Regions from separate parts of the Triticum aestivum genome. Here region 2 is linked to region 1. Evidence: chromatin contacts called from public Hi-C data. All regions are on one chromosome and are shown on one strand. The core of a region is the stretch at or near the end of the contact, and the rest is flanking DNA. Distances in the headings are between cores, read along the strand shown. Region 1 holds the start of LOC123137124 (serotonin N-acetyltransferase 1, chloroplastic). Region 2 holds the start of LOC123137180 (NADH dehydrogenase [ubiquinone] 1 alpha subcomplex subunit 1).

Region 1 (2,735 bases), core at 201-2,700:
AATTCCTGATAATTTTTGAATACACAAACATTTCTGAAACTCATGAAAAATCAAATTCAGCTACATTTTTTTAAATCCCGACCTGTGTTTTAATTGTTGAGAGCATTTTTATATTCAAGAATTGTCCTAAATTCATGAACAAATTTCAAATTCATGTTTTTTAGAATTTGAAACATTTTTGGAGATACATTTACATTTTTAAATTCATGAAGATTTTTTACATCGAGGGAAAATTTTCAAATTGGTGAATATTTTTTGAGATTTGAAATTTTATCAAATTGTAAACATTTTTGGAAATCTTACAATTTTTGTAAACTCCATAAAAAACATTTTTTCAAATTAAACATTTTTTGTAATCCAAGATTTATTTTTAGTTTTACGAATATTTCTGAATTCACGAACATTTTTTCAAATTCTAAACATTTATAGAAACGAAAGGGAAAATAGGGTCTCTCCCGCCCGCGCGTGGGGTTTGGTGGGGGGGTGCGCGTTTGCCCGCTACCCCTGCACGGATTAGGGAATAGGAGCTCCCAAGCGTCATACCAGAAACACGTTTGTGTGTGCACAAATGTTGTGTATCGCTAGCAAAGCATATGATTACCTACGCACGCTCATAGCGGTCTGTCCCATTAATCACGCTGCACGGGCTAGCAAGCCAGCCTATTTTGGGAAGGTTTCAAAAGCTTCCCTGCCGGTTTTGGAAGCTTTTGGGTTGGGTTTTATTTTCTATTTTGGGTTTTTCAGTTTTATACTCCCTTTGACCGTTACTAATTGTCTCTTATTTAGTACAGAGTTGTACTAAATTAGTGACAGTTAATATGGATGGATTAAAGGGAATATTATTTATTATTTTTTGCTTCTCATTTTCTTTTTTTCAAAAGTTCACAAATTTGAAAAAATTGTTCGAAAATTTGAAAAGCGCTCATGTTTTCCAATTTTTTGTTCGCGCTTTTAGTAAAATTCTTGAAATTTCAAAAATGACCGCATTTAAAAATATGTTTGAAATTTCAATAGTTGTCATAGTTCCAAGAGAATGTTAAATTTTAATAATTATTCATATTTTCCAAAAATCTGTTCACATTTTCAAAAGTTGTTTGTTTTTGAATTCATAGGCTTTTTCAAAGTTCACGAACATATTTTTTATCCATGAATTTTTTTTGAAGTTTTTCTGAATCTTACAAACATTTTCGTGATTTCGTGAACTTTGGGGGAAAATATGATTTTTTTTTAATTCACGATCACTATTTTTTTCAAAATCGCAGACCTTTTTGTTAGTGTACTTTGGGGAATTTGCAAGATTTTTTTTACTCCCTTCGTTCCATAATACTTGTCGCAACTTTTTACAACTTAACATTTTTTGTTTTTTTGTGCCGTGAAAAAAACAGAACATACTAAAAAAAAACCTCAAATGGGCTCACACCAGCCAGGCGCTGGACTTGCTCGGCAAAACACGGCTCGGAAAGCGGCGCTCTTCGCTGCCGTTCTCCCCCACTCTCGCCTGGCCTGACCTGACCTGACCTTATCCACCGCCCCGACGCGACGACTGGCCGCGAGCGACGCAGCCGCATACCGCGCGCGTGAGCCCCCTTCCCCTCTCCCCACCACCCCGCCCCTGTTCCCCGGAAGCGCGCGAGCTGCCGCCGGAATCAGCAGGCCGCGAAGATGGTGGCCGCCTTCGCCGTCACTCCTCCGTCCTCCATGTAAGTAGCCCCAACCTCAAATCAAATCAAGCTCCCCTCTCTACCTGTTTCTTGCTGATTTTCCTCCTTTTCTTCGCAGATGCGGCGTCTGCATCCCGACGGCATGCCGGTCGGAGGCGCGGGGCACGGTGCCGGCGCCGAGGTTCTTCCATAGCCGGAACCAAGGTACATACACTGTTTCCCTTCCACATAGTTACATTGCAGCGGGCACTCTCAGGCAGGATCGTGGGGCTCGATTCACTCTAAGCAAACTTAAGTGTAAAGATGAGTCCAATGTTAGGCTAACAAGGACCTGGGTCAAGCCGGCAATATGCTGAGATAGATCAGGAATGGCCCTTTCTTTGTTGGCCCATAACTCATATCGAACTGGTGTGGTGGTTAATGTGGATTAGACAAACTGAATGTGGAAACGGCACCACAAATAGCTTCTAACAATGCTATATTGCCGATACTTCACTTTCCTCTTTCTTGTTAATGCTTTCCTTAAAAAAATAAATTCTTGTTAATGTTTGGAAGACGCCATCGATCTATGTCGCACGTTGCTGTACCCATCCCCAAATGCCAGCCACGCTATTTGCACATTTTGTGGGTAAAGTGGCACCGTAGATTAGCGCTTAAAAATTATCATCCTACTTGCTAGGGGGCCACTGATTGTACTGTCTCTTAAAATGTTTTAATGTCCAATGAACTTGCAGGCCTTTGTTATTTTGTCATCTTCTAGTTGCTGTTAGGCCATTGTTCGTCATGTGTTCTGTCACCCTTATTGACCTGTTCATGAAGCATAAATGTTTATTTGCTGAACTAATAAGTACTTGACAAGCACTAATGATCTAATGATGTTTTGATTGCAGCGAACAGACGGTCTGCAACAGCTTGGTCCTTGAAAGCCGGTCTATGGGACTCTCTCAAATCTGGGTAAAGTACATTATGTACCCTTTAAAAAATTTGTGTTATGTTTATCTTCAAAAAATATCTACATACTATCACATCTATGTACTACTGTAAAAACAAACAAATACACCATTTCCAGAGCTT
Region 2 (3,001 bases), core at 439-2,938, 170 kb after region 1:
ATTGGTCAGTTGTGAAGCGTATTTTGCGTTATGTCTGTCTTACTGCCTCCTATGGTTTGCTTCTTCAGCCTGCACCGTCGTGTGAGCTCTCAGCTTTTTCAGATGCAGATTGGTCTGGAAGCCCTGATGACAGGCGATCCGCGGGGGGGGGGGGGGGGGGGGGGGGGTTATGCGGTATTTCTGGGTCCTAACTTGATCGCCTGGAATGCTCGCAAGTAAGCAACAATGTCTCGCAGTAGTACTGAAGCTGAGTACAAAGCAGTTGCTGATGCGACTGCTGAGATCATATGGGTACAATCCTTATTGAGAGAGTTGAGAGTCCCTCAAGCTCGCCCTCCATTTCTGTGGTGTGACAACATCGGTGCTACATATCTATCATCTAATCCGGTGTTTCATGTTTGGACAAAGCACATTGAGGTTGACTATCATTTTGTTCGGGAACGTGTTGCACAGAAACTACTTTGTATCAAGTTCATCTCGTCGAAGGATCAACTTGCTGACATCTTCACAAAGCCTCTTCCACAACCACAGTTTGTAGGCTGTAGGCGCAATCTTAACTTGCTTTGTACTTCAGGCCATAGTTAAGATTGAGGGAGGGTGTTAGACTGTATATACGTAGCCTCTGTACACGTATTTTAACATTGTATTGTACCCTTGATACCTTTATATAATGAGGTAGCCACACCCTGTTTAACGTGTCGAGCAGTTTCCCAGACCTACGTTTTATAGAAACATCGACGAGACAGTTTACGTGTTGAGGAGTACAGCAAAGCTGGAGAGTGAGTATGGCGTCGGCGCGTTGCATCGTTGGAAACGGCGCAGCTTTGCAGCCCCCGAGAGGAGACATTGACAAAATAGTTTACGTGTTGGAGCAGTAGTAGTACGCTATCCTTTCAGGGAGGGACAAACACTCTGATGTGTAAATTGTGGTGTGGGCGGTCAGCCTCGTACTACTACGATGGGAAAAGAAAATAAGCAGAAAAAGAAACTACTACTACAGGATCCCGCGAGGGCATACGGAAGATACGCCCACGCACCTTGTTGTCACAGCCCGGTGGCGGTGGGGAAAGGGCTCCCGGCCCGAGACAAAAGCGCCATCTCCATCCGTCTCGCACGTCCCCGCCCGGTCTAGCTTTCCATGCTCGCTCTTGCTTCGTGCAAAGCAGCAATATTTTGGGGGCTTTCGGCACGGATCCAGGAGCCCTTGTCACCCACAGTATCACCCCTCCTCCTTTTCCATGATCCTGTTTAGTGTAAAAGAACGCTGGAGTAGTGGAGTGGTTCCAAGTTCCAACTTGCAACCCTTCCGGGATTCCATGAGCTGATGAGCACGACCACCGCACTGCCCAACTCCAGTTGACATTCTACGGAGTGGCCAACAACATTTTGCATAAAATTGTATTTCCTCCGTAAACTAATATAAGGGCATTTAGATCCTCTTGTATGATTATTTTCATAGCTTTTAGTGTGAAATTATTAAAATATTTAGATTTTTTTAGCGGAAAACACATTCATATTTCCCTCTATGACGCCATTAGCCCCAACCCATTTCCAACTGAAGGAAACCCTGACCCATTTTCAACTGAAGAAAACCCTGACCCATTTTCATTCGCAAAAAAGAAACCCTTACCCGTTTTCGTAAAAAAAAAAACTCGGTCAAGGATCCAATTTCTGGTTCGCCGAAGCCGGAAAGCCCGGCCCACGCAACTGGCCCAACGTTCTCCACTCACAGACCAAGTCCAGAGCCGCCCGTTCGCCGTCGCGACCTCAGTTCCCCACCCGCAACCGCTAGATAGCTCGCGAATCTGCTCCTCGTCGCCGTCCCCGATCCGTCCGTCGTCTCCCCGTACGGCCCCCGATGGCGAGGTTCCGGTTCCACTGGCTGGAGGCCATGCTGCCGCTGGGCATCATCGGCGGCTTCCTCTGCATCATGGGCAACGGCCAGTACTACATCCACAGGGCCGCGCACGGCAGGGTACCGCTCCCTTTCCCCATTTCTCTCTCTCCCCCGAATCCCGATCCGAGTCTCTCTCTCTTCTCGTTCTGACGCGGGCGTGTGGTTCGTTGGATGCAGCCGAAGCACATCGGGAACGACATGTGGGACGTCGCCATGGAGCGCCGTGACAAGAAGCTCGTCGACAAGCCCGCCGCCAACTAGGTGCGGATCTGATCCCATGCCTCCTGCATCTTCTGCCGGCGGCCCCTCTTGGGTTTCTGGGTGCTTGGCTCTGAGACGAAATTCTAGGGTTTGGTCTGGTGTTAAGTTTGAATAGTTCCCTTTTATTGTTGGATAGAGGTTTTTTGGGGGGGGGGGGGGGTGTTAAAAATTGGGAGTGTCTGGTGTGAATTTGCGCATTTATCCGTAGCTGGATTGTCATGTTGATTGTTAGTGCGTTGCAGATCACTGGAGACTTTTCTGATGCTGCTGCGCTGCTGTTATGCTTGACAGAATTGGATTGCAATGTGCTAGACTTGTACTGAATTTCTGATTTGGTTGGTACTGTATGGTAGCCCCATTTGCCCTGTCGAACTGATGGTACAGCTCGGGTTTTGCGTCATTTGAATGTAAGGCTAGTTTAGAAAATAGTATAGCACAGTGAGCTCCTTTGCAATGAGGTAAATGTCATCTGATTGGGTCTTTGAGGTGGGAGAAGTGGTACTTCGGGCTTGGCAGAGCTTCCTCTGGCCGTGTTCTCCAGTCGTCACAGTAGAGAATTAAACTGACTGCTTCTGTTTCCCAACTTGATTTATATAATTTTTTGAAGAATGTTGATCTAAGCAATTGCATTTATCTAAGTAGACCTCTCTCCAGTCTCACGTGAATCCCTATTGGCTGGCCGAAGAATGGAAACCATGATTTGTTTACACCTCTAGCAGACTTCTACGTGGCCTTAATGTCACATTGTTCCCTATTTTTCCTTTCATGATCTTGTTAATGCCCCATCCATTCTTGTTTCCCTCAATAGTATTGCCATTCCCATGCATCTGATCACTTAATGAA

Evidence for each region. A called contact is a pair of places that touch in the nucleus more often than the background predicts.
Region 2: a contact with region 1 is called in a Hi-C map of leaf, with 4 times the contacts expected there. The contact joins the promoter of LOC123137180 here to the promoter of LOC123137124 in region 1. A contact is called at or near these places in 2 of 5 Hi-C or Micro-C datasets (both in leaf).

What each region holds. Positions count from the first base shown.
Region 1 is chr1B:543,192,472-543,195,206 of IWGSC CS RefSeq v2.1, forward strand. LOC123137124 (serotonin N-acetyltransferase 1, chloroplastic) reads left to right here and starts at 1,451. Exons shown (of 8, transcript XR_006467767.1): 1 at 1,451-1,700; 2 at 1,780-1,865; 3 at 2,552-2,615.
Region 2 is chr1B:543,358,612-543,361,612 of IWGSC CS RefSeq v2.1, forward strand. It overlaps LOC123137180 (NADH dehydrogenase [ubiquinone] 1 alpha subcomplex subunit 1), which reads left to right and starts at 1,689. Exons shown (of 3, transcript XM_044556812.1): 1 at 1,689-1,975; 2 at 2,075-2,158. The coding sequence starts at 1,859. The coding sequence ends at 2,158.